Regions from separate parts of the Oryctolagus cuniculus genome. Here region 2 is linked to region 1. A link is a contact called in public Micro-C data. All regions are on one chromosome and are shown on one strand. Each heading gives the region's core, a stretch centred on a gene start, on an enhancer-like site or on the middle of the called end of the contact. The rest is flanking DNA. Distances are from core to core; before and after follow the strand shown. Region 1 overlaps LOC138849237 (a long non-coding RNA gene). Region 2 has its middle 24 kb from the start of IFNAR2.

Region 1 (4,943 bases), core at 2,023-4,522:
TTTTATGAGGAATAATTATACTTTAGCAAACAAAACATTTTAGTGATAAAACTGTTCTTGTTTTATAGACATTTTATAAATCTCTTTCCCTTCTGGCCTCAGGGAGGCTGGATTCTTTATCGCCCTGCTGTGAGCAGGTTCAATACCACACACAGCGAAGGCTCTGGAAACCCCACTGCACGCCGCGCTTTGAGCACGAGAGCGCAGAGGACAGGAAGCTCTTGGTGTGACTACGATCTTGCAGATCCCCTGCACGGGGTTCTGGGACCACACTTTGGGAACTGTTGTTCTGGAACATTCCAGGGACTCAGGTGTGTTTCACCAGCATTGGGCGGCTTGGTGAAGTGGCTGGGGACATGATACATATATGAGAATGCATTGCTTTCCCATACAACAGCATCTCTGGAACGCCTCAGGCTGTACTCGTGTGTGTGTGCGAGAGAGAGAGAGAGAGAGAGAGAGAGAGAGAGAGAGACTCCTCATCAAATCCCAGTAATACAGGTGTCTTTTTTTTTTTTTTTTTTTTTTAAGATTTATTTATCTATTTGAAAGGCAGAGTTACAGAGAGGCAGAGGCAGAGAAAGGTCTTCCTTCCGCTGGTTCACTCCCCAAATGGCTGCAATGGCTGGAGCTGTGCTGAACCGAAGCCAGGAACCAGGAGCCAGGAGCCAGGAGCCAGGAGCCAGGAGCCAGGGGCCTCTTCTGGGTCTCCCATGCAGGTGCAGGGGCCCAAGGATTTGGGCCATCTTCTACTGCTTTCCCAGGACCTGTAGGAAGGGAGCCACACTCACGGGGATGGAGTGAGCCTCATCTCACACCTGTCAAAATCCTTGCTGTTGGCAGTCACTGCGGTGAGGGTGGGAAGATTCGGATAGGATGGGAAAAGACTACACCGACCCTAGAAACCATAAGGGAAATTGGCAACGTGGGGAAAAGTAGACACAGGTGGCTGTGCCAGATGGAAAGGAGGAGAATAAATAAGGAACAGGGCAGCTTAAGAGTGAAATGATGGGGCCGACGTCGTGGCGTAGCAGGTTAAGCCGCCACCTGCAGTGCCAGCATCTCTCATGGGCGCCGGTTCAAGTCCCAGCTGCTCCACTTCTCATCCAGCTCTGTGCTAATGGCATGGGAAAAGCAGTGGAGGATGGCCCAGGTCTTAAGGCCTCTGAGTCCACATGGGAGACCTAGAGGAAGCTCCTGGCTCCTGGCATCCTTGTGGCCATCTGGGGAGTGAACCAGCAGGTGAAAGATCTCTTTTTCTGTAACTTTGACTTTTAAAATAAATAAATAAATCTTTAAAAAAGAGAAAAGAGTGAAGTGATTTGAGGGCGGGCATTTGGTGCTTGAGATGTCCATATCTCATAATAGAGTGCATTTTTTAAAAAAAAGATCTTATTTATTTATTTGTGAGGTAGGGTAACAGACAGAGAGAGGGGGAGACAGAGAGAGAGGTCTTCCATCCACTGGTTCACTCACCAAATGGCTGCAACAGCTGGAGCTGTGCAAATCTGAAACCTGGAGCCAGGAGCTTCTTCCAGTCTCCCACATGGGTGCAGGGGCCCAAGGACTTGGGCCATCTTCCACTGCTTTCCCAGGCCATAGCAGAGAGCTGGGTTGGAAAAGGAGCAGCCGGGACTCAAACCAGCGCCCGTATGAGATGCCGGTACTGCAAGAGGCGGCTTTATCTGCTACACCACAGCGCTGGCCCTGAAAGTAGTATTTTTTTTTTAAATTCATTGATAACAGCGTAACTTAAGCATTTGAATTCTGATCTCAGTGGTTCGGTGAACGAGTCAGTCATTTTCTGAGCATCTTGTGATGGCTAATTTATGTGTCAACTTGGTCAAAACTCTCCTGGATGTGTGTTTCCAAGTGCGTCCTGGTTCTCCAGCTGGTGGCTTGAACCAGGGCAGCAGCAGCGGAGGGCAGTAAAGGGATTCAAGGTATTTGGAGGCAGCACTGGAAGATCTGACAGAGAGAAGGTGGGGCATGAGAGAGGAAGGACTCAGAGGTGACAGGCGGTTGTGACCTCAGCAGCCAGATGGGATGGGGTTGTGTGATGGGGAAGGACCGAGGAGGGGGGAGTTTGATTTGGTTTCAAATCAGCATTAGCATCTGTGTTTTCTTAAAACAAAACAAAACAAAAAAACAACGAAGCAAATGTGTCTGCAGTGTGTGTGATTCTAGAATCTTTTAGATAATAATGCAGTTATGACTTGTGCTAGAGGCTGTGTGTCCATCACTACTTATCTCTGGAATAGCCCGGTGACCCGGGGGTGAGCATGCCCGTTTAAAAGATTTGTTTATTTATTTAAAAGGCAGAGAGAGAGAGAGAGAGAGAGAGTCCGTCCATCCGCCGGTTCACTCTCCAAATGACTGTAACAACCAGGGCTGAGCCAGGCAGAAGCCGGAGCCAGGAGCTGTTTCCAGGTCTCCCACGTGGGTGCATCTGCTGCTGCTTTCCCAGGCCACACCAGCAGGAAACTGGATCAGAGGTGGAGCAGCTGGGATTCAAACCGGCACTCATTCAGGATGCCAGCATTGCAGGCGGCAGCTTGACCTGCTGAGCTGCGACACATACAACACTCACTTCCTAGATTTTAAGCACACAAGTGAAATTCTTTGCCCAAGCTTAGCCAACCAGTAGGTGGCAGAGCTGACATCTGAGTTGGGTTCAATCCTCGTGAGCCCTATCCCTTAAGTCTCTGCTTCATGTCGGTGTGCCAACTCAGAAAGAAATGCCTGACAATTATTCTGCGTTATCTGTTTCCATACTTTTGGGTGGTGAGCGTGGTAATTTTTTTTCTTATGGTAGTCAATTGTTTGTTTTTTAAGTTTCATGCATGAAACAAATAAGCTCTCTGGGGGCCAGTGTTGTGGTGAAGTGGGTTAACCTGCCACCAGCAATGCCAGCAATCCCATATGGGCACCAGTTCGTGTCCCAGCTCCCAGCTAACGTGCTTGGGAAGGCAATAGAAGATGGCCCAAGTTTTCAGGCCCCTGCCACCCACATCAGAGACCCGGATGAAGCTACTGGCTCCTGGCTTTGGCCTGGCCCAGTTCTGGCCATTGCGGCCATCTGGGGAAGTGAACCAGTGGTTGGAAGATTCTCTCTATCTCTCTGTCTGTCTCTCCTCTCTCTGTATCTCTGAGTTCAAGTAAATAAATAAACCTTAAAAAAATATAAAGATTTCCTGCAGAGAAGAGGAAGTGTGCGTAGGCACTGTGTGCTTAGTCATGGGCAAAGTTTGAACTCTGCATTTGAGGAAGAAGGTCTATTGGCTCAGGGGCCAACACCGAATCAGAGAAATGCGCTTCTTGACAATAAGTGCTTTGGAGTGAAGGAACCAAGCGTGACTATGTGGTCTATGTTTGTAAGCGGTCTGTGCTGATGAGACGGGCACAGGGTGGGGTGTGCAGGGCACGCCCAGCGTTTCTGGGGACAGGTGCCTGCGCTTGATCTCCTTTCAACTTCCGTTCCCTGAAGCAAATGGCAACAGAAGTAGGAGGATCCCGGCTTTGGTTCAATTATTTGTTCTTGATGGCTATCATCGCCGTGATGTGAGTTACAGGAATCAGCCACCACACAGAGCTGGTGCAAGGCCAGCGACAGGGGACGCTTAGGGCACAGCTCAAGTTCCCTATTAGAGGAAAACAAACATACAAGACAGATGCCTTGTTTTTTTATTTTTTTTAAACCAATTTCTCTATGACACCAGAATCAAAATTTATTTATTGTTTTCCAAACGGTCATGATTCTTAGTGATATTAAACCCTGCTCAGGGAAATACATATGCGAACACTCCAGAATTGCTGATGAATCCTCCCAATTTCTAAGCCAGCCACCTGGCCACAGCATCTGTTCTCCCTCCTGGGCTCTGCGCTCCACGTTGGCACCTTCTGGCCTTTGCTCTCTGCTCTGTGGGGCCAGTCGAGAACAAGAATGGACCCATCCCTTCACTTTCCAGAGAACAGATAAGACTGCCGTGCCCCGAAGGGTCAAGGGCAAAGGGAGGGAATTCCAGCCCAGGCAGTCGCACGCCAACACCGGGAGCTGGAGCACTCGTGGGGCCCACGGGAAAGGGTTCGAGGCCTTGAAGAACTGCCTGCTTGCTGGTGGCCTCGCGCCGTCTCGGAAGGACTGGTCAAGTTCCTTGGAACCACAGTGATCTTGGCAAATGTTCTCCCCTGGAGGCAGTGCGCACAGACCTGGACGTCGGAGGGAGCGAGAAGGAACTCCCTGAATAGGTTCATTGTCCCCTAGAGAGCCGGGCACTCCTTCTCATTCCTTTCAGGGGCTCCACTTCCAGGGGCCCCCCTAGACAACCCTGCCACACCCACTTACCGGCTGGTGCCTTCTGGAACTATTCCAAGCTCGGCTGGCATGGGTGGGGAACCTTTTGTTCTGCCGAGGGCCATTTGGAAATTCATGATATTGTTCACGGGCCGTACAAAATCATCAACTTAAGCATTAGCCTGCTGTAGGTTTGTGAAGTTCAAGTGCCACCTCTGGTTGCTTGGCAGGGCCAGACCAGATGATTTCGCTCACCTTCTTCTTCTTCTTCTTCTTTTTTTTTTTTTTTTTTTTTTTTTTTAAGATTTATTTACTTATTTGAAAGTCAGAGTTACAAAGAGAGAGGAGAAGCAGAGAGAGAGAGGTCTTCCATCCGATGGTTCACCACCTGCACTGCCTCCTTCAGCACGAGCCAGGGCCAGGCCTGTACTCCCCGTGCAGTGGCCAAAGGTAAGACCACACCCTTGTTTTACTTCCCCAAGAATAAAGCAGTGATTTTACTAACAGAAAAACCCAAATGCTTATCAAGAAACATTTCTTCCAAAGAAGGAACGAAGTCAGGATATGGAAAATGTGTGGGTTCCCGGTGGCTGTCCAAGAAGTGCCATCCACAGAAGATTTTAAGGTGCGGTTTCTCCACCTGGGCACT
Region 2 (4,759 bases), core at 1,341-3,840, 190 kb after region 1:
ATTTTTGTAAAGTGTGCTGAGCCCGCCTCTTCAGGACACAGATGAGGCCAGCTGGTCCAGCCTCAGCTTCCAGATCCCCAGGTGGTCGTAAGCCATGCATTTGAATGAGGAAGTATGGCGGAAGGAGGCACTGTGGCCAGGCCCCTCCCCTTAGAGGAAGAGGCAGCTTCCAGTGGCTCCTGTACTGAACTTGCCATGCACCCCATTATTCATGTATTCCAGAAGCATTTGCCGAGCGCACCCCCATGTGCACGGCACACACAAGGGGACTTGGCAGTGAACGCGAGGGACACAGACTCTGGTTTCTGGGAGATCGGACTGTCGTGGGGGACACAGACGTCCTCACAAGTGTTTGTAACTGTGGTGAGTGCAGTTAGGGAGATGTGGGGCAACTTCTGGGTGAGAGAGCTGTCCCGCTGACCTGAGACATTCACCTCTAAGATGAAATTGGAAAAAGGAGCAGAGGGGGTCGTCAGGGTGGGAACGTGTTTGCTGGAACAGCAAACGCTCAAGGCAGTAAGTGTCATCAGAGCACAGCTAGGGAGGGGCTCGTGGGGGCTGAGCCCCTGCAGTGAGGCTGTGAGTGTCTTGCAGTTCCCACGGAGGTAACCTTTCCTTGTCAACCCTACACCTGGACTGCAGCGGCCAGAGGACAGAATATCCCCACAGGGGCCAGCATTGCGGCGTAGCTTGTAAAGCCGCCACCTGCAATGCCAGCATCCCACGTGGGCACTGGTTCAAGTTCTGGCTGCTCTGCTTCCGATCCAGCTCCCTGCTAATGCACTTGGGAAAGAAGCAGAAGATGGCCCAAGTGTTTGGCTTCCTGCCACTCATGTGGGAGACTCGGATGAACCTCCTGGCTCCTGGCTTCAGCTTGGCTCAGTCTCGGCTGTAGTGGCCATCTGGGGAGTAAACCGGTGGATGGAAGACCTCTCTCTCTCTCTCTCCCTCTCTCTCTCTCTCTGTAACTTTTTCTAAATAAATTCATAAATCTTTAAAAAATATCACACAAAGTGGCCCTGTGGGCTGGTGGAGCCTGAAGCCTCGCATCTTCAAAGATCATGAGGTCCTCACACTGCTGCCCCAGGTACCGGCTGCTCCTCGCCCAGAAGTGTCTTCACCCTTTACTGTGCACCTGCCTGTGCCAATTGCTCCAGGCAGGTAAAGCCACTCCCCACCCTTCCATGGTGGAGGATTTGCCTGCCTTGCCCCTGCACAGTCTCTGCCTCCTTTGGACCCAGCCAAACGCCCAAATATCTCCTCCGCTCAGTCCATGGGAATCACCCGGGACCTTGCCTCGTCACTGTCCTCACTCGGTGACTAGTGTGCGGCACACGGTATGTGTTTGGAGAAATCACAAAGCCCTCCCCCATGGGAGCTCCTGTTACCCTGTCCGAACCCAGTCCTCCAGGTAACACCCTTCAGCACTCCCCGCTGTGCACCCTCAAATGGAGTATGTGCTCTTCACCACTTAAATCCTCTCTCTCTCTGGAGCATCAGCAGCCCTCCAGGCCCCATGCAGAACAAAAGAGCAGAAAAGAGAGCTTCAGAAAATAACACACCAAGGACCTTGTTCTTTTTTTTTTTTTTTTTTTTAATTTTTTGACAGACAGAGTTAGACAGTGAGAGAGACAGAGAGAAAGGTCTTCCTTCCGTTGGTTCACCCCCCAAATGGTTGCTATGGCTGGCACACCGCGCTGATCCGATGGCAGGAGCCAGGTGCTTATCCTGGTCTCCCATGGGGTGCAGGGCCCAAGCACTTGGGCCATCCTCCCCTGCACTCCCTGGCCACAGCAGAGAGCTGGCCTGGAAGAGGGGCAACCAGGACAGAATCCGGCACCCCAACCAGGACTAGAACCCAGGGTGCTGGCACTGCAGGAGGAGGATTAGCCAAGTGGGCCACGGTGCCGGCCAAAGGCCTTGTTCTTGACACAGCTCAGACAACCGGCAGAGCTCAAAAGGTTCCAACGTGTTAGGTTCTATTTTGCGCACACAATGATAGGAGGTATTTTCTGATTCTCCATGGTCTCTGCCTCTTGCAGATTAGCAGTTGTAAAAAACTGGGCTTGGTTAGCTGAAGGTGGGGCAGGAAGAAAACATGAGAGATGGGGCCGCTGCCGTGGTGTAGTGGATAAAGCCCCACCTGCAGTGTCGGCATCCCATATGGGTGCTGGTTTGAGTCCCGGCTGCTCTACTTCCAATCCAGCTCTCTGCTGTGGCCTGGGAAAATGGTAGAAAATGGTCCAAGTCCTTGGGCCCCTGCACCCACATGGGAGACCTGGAAGAAGCCCCTGGCTCCTGGCTTCAGATCAGTGCAGTTTCCACTGTTGCGGCCATCTGGGGAAGTGAACCAGCAGATGGAAGACCTCTCTCTCTCTCTCTCTCACTCTCCTTCTCTCTCTGTGTAACTCTGACTGTCAAGTAAAATAAATAAATCTTAAAGAAAAAAAAAAAAAGAAGACAGGAGCCAGCAGGACAGACACACAGATGATGCTGACATCTGACAATGGATTGCTCACCTTCATTGCTGGGTCTAGAGAGAGGTCTCACCAGCCTCTAGCTAGGCTCAGCCACTGCTGCTTACTCATTCCAGGACACTCGCCTTCTAGATGGTTCTGCTTCCCTGCCCCAGTTCACCCTGGGTGACTGGGCTGGCTCCACTCCCTCCCTGCTCCTGTTCCTGTGACTGATAACATCAACACCACGGCACAGACATGCAGAAGCCAGATGCTGAGCTCCGACTCCTCCCTCACCCCCGGACTGCTGATTAGCTGCAACCTAGTGATTATTCAACCTTGAATAACACGGTTTCCTCTGTGTAGAGAGTGCTTAAAGCAGGCAGTTTGCGCTTGCACAATAGTATGTATTTCTTTTTCAGGCGTCTGCCTTGCGGTTTCGATATCAGATCTTAACTTCTCCTTCTCCCAGAGGGTCACCCCAATTCTAGTGTCTTGTTCCATTTGGACCTATTCCCACATCCACCACAACCTGAGAGTCCCTGGCACTTCCCCTTCCCAGCCGATCTCCTTCTCTGGACTCTGTCCCGTCTCGATGCCTCACTGTCATTTCAGCAATGTCTGATCGGGTCCGACATTCTTGTTTTCAGCACACAGCCTGGATACCTTTTCTCCCCCACCCCCATACACCAGCAGATATTTAGTGAAGGTGCATTTTTGTGCCAGTATTCTAAAAAGTACAGCGCAGGATACAAAGAAGAGAAAAATCCGATTCTGTTGGCCCATGGTCTCAGCACTTGTAGAAATAGGAAAGAGTTGAGATCACAGCCAGAGAGCTCAGCCACCCAGCGGTGGCTTCCATCTCTCTCCCCCTCTGATGCACAGGAAAAAGGGACAAATTCAGATCTGGTGGATTCCCTTGGGCTGCCATGTGTCCCACTCCTTTCCCAGCCAAGAGTTAATGGCATCAAGGAAGTGTTGGGACGTTGTTACAAGGATGGTCTTAAATGTTATCTACGCTGTTTCTAAGAACCAACACTTAGGTACTTGGAAAGAAACTGCCCTATCACACCTCATCCAGCCTGCCAGCATTGGTGGCTGGCAAAAGATAGGGTAGTTTTCTTTAGAGATCACACACTTCAAAGCTGGTCTGCTCTCCGAACTGTAGAGTGCAAGTGGTACACCGTGATGAGAGCTACGCCCTTGACAGGGGGCGGTGTCTGCCACAGTCTCACTGGACGTCTGTGTGCCTGTGTTCATCCAAGCCTGCATGCCAGCTTTGCTATTTCTGGGCTTCTCACATCTTCCCTTCCCTCATCTTGAAAAATGGGGATATTAATTCCTATTTCACAAGGTCTGTTGGGGGTCAGGGCTGTGGCGTAGCAGGTAAAGCTGCTGCCTGCAGTGTCAGCATCCCATATGGGTGCTGGTTCGAGTCCCAGCTGCTCCACTTCTGATCCAGATCTCTGCTATGGCCTGAGAAAGCAGTAGAAGATGGTCCAAGTGCGTGGGCCCCTACACCCCATAGATAGATATTTTTAAGTAGAAGCATCCACAGGAGATATCTCCAAGTGGACCTCTTGCCGGGACAAGAACAGCTGGAGACTGTCTTGTGTGGACTTGCCCAAGGAAGAGGCATGTCCACTGAGCTTGTTCTGCACGCTACAGGTCATCCCGTGTACGCCCGGCTTCCTCTCTTTTGTAAGAATCCACAAGGAACAATTGTGGGTGTGAGCTCTATTAGCTGGGGTCGGTGGTAGTGAGGCCGAGGCTAGGCATCTGTCTCCTTGTGGGCCAGTTATCTCAGCTTGGCGCCGTGTCCATACCCACTGATCCGAATCCAGGGGGCCCACTCCCGAGGGTGTGACCATCTCCCTTAGGACACCAGGAAGGCTTTCTGCGGGTCAATTGCACGCACCTGTTGTCGTGACTACCATCACCTGCAGGTGGCGCTGTGTCTCAAGAAAACAGGTCCGGCAGCCGTGGTCCCCTCTTTTAAACAAGGTGGGAGAGGAGGGCGCTGAACTGGAGAGAGGGCGAGGAGCACTGGGCATCCCTGTCCCCGCTTCCCCCAAACCCCGGGCGAGGAAATGGAAGCGGAGACACAACGTCACCCCCGACCCCCCGCCGGCTCACGACGGAGGCGAGGCCGGACATGGGCTCCCTGGACCGTGCGCTTCTGTGATTTTCACTGCCCTAAAGGACTAAGTTGTCATTGAATTTCCAGCGTCTGTTACTCCGAATCACAGCAAGATTCAAGCTCTTGTGGCACACACATGCACACATGCTTTAATGGTCAACTT

The links. Hi-C and Micro-C count contacts between places; a contact is called where the count stands out from the background.
Region 2: a Micro-C map of ear pinna shows a contact between it and region 1, with 7 times the contacts expected there. The contact joins two enhancer-like sites. A contact is called at or near these places in 2 of 6 Hi-C or Micro-C datasets (ear pinna and an unstated tissue).

Annotation. Positions count from the first base shown.
Region 1 is chr4:11,643,674-11,648,616 of mOryCun1.1, forward strand. LOC138849237 (a long non-coding RNA gene) reads left to right here. Exons shown (of 3, transcript XR_011387723.1): 1 at 1-311; 2 at 4,599-4,744. Among named protein-coding and RNA genes, the nearest start is that of IFNGR2, 31 kb to the left of the region's middle. Within about 2 kb of position 3,273, at least 2 of the 8 cell types and tissues checked have an H3K27ac peak or open chromatin away from gene starts, as enhancers often do. A contact at or near this core is called in ear pinna, where this site is marked.
Region 2 is chr4:11,831,106-11,835,864 of mOryCun1.1, forward strand. No RefSeq gene overlaps it. Among named protein-coding and RNA genes, the nearest start is that of IFNAR2, 24 kb to the left of the region's middle. Within about 2 kb of position 2,591, at least 2 of the 8 cell types and tissues checked have an H3K27ac peak or open chromatin away from gene starts, as enhancers often do. A contact at or near this core is called in ear pinna, where this site is marked.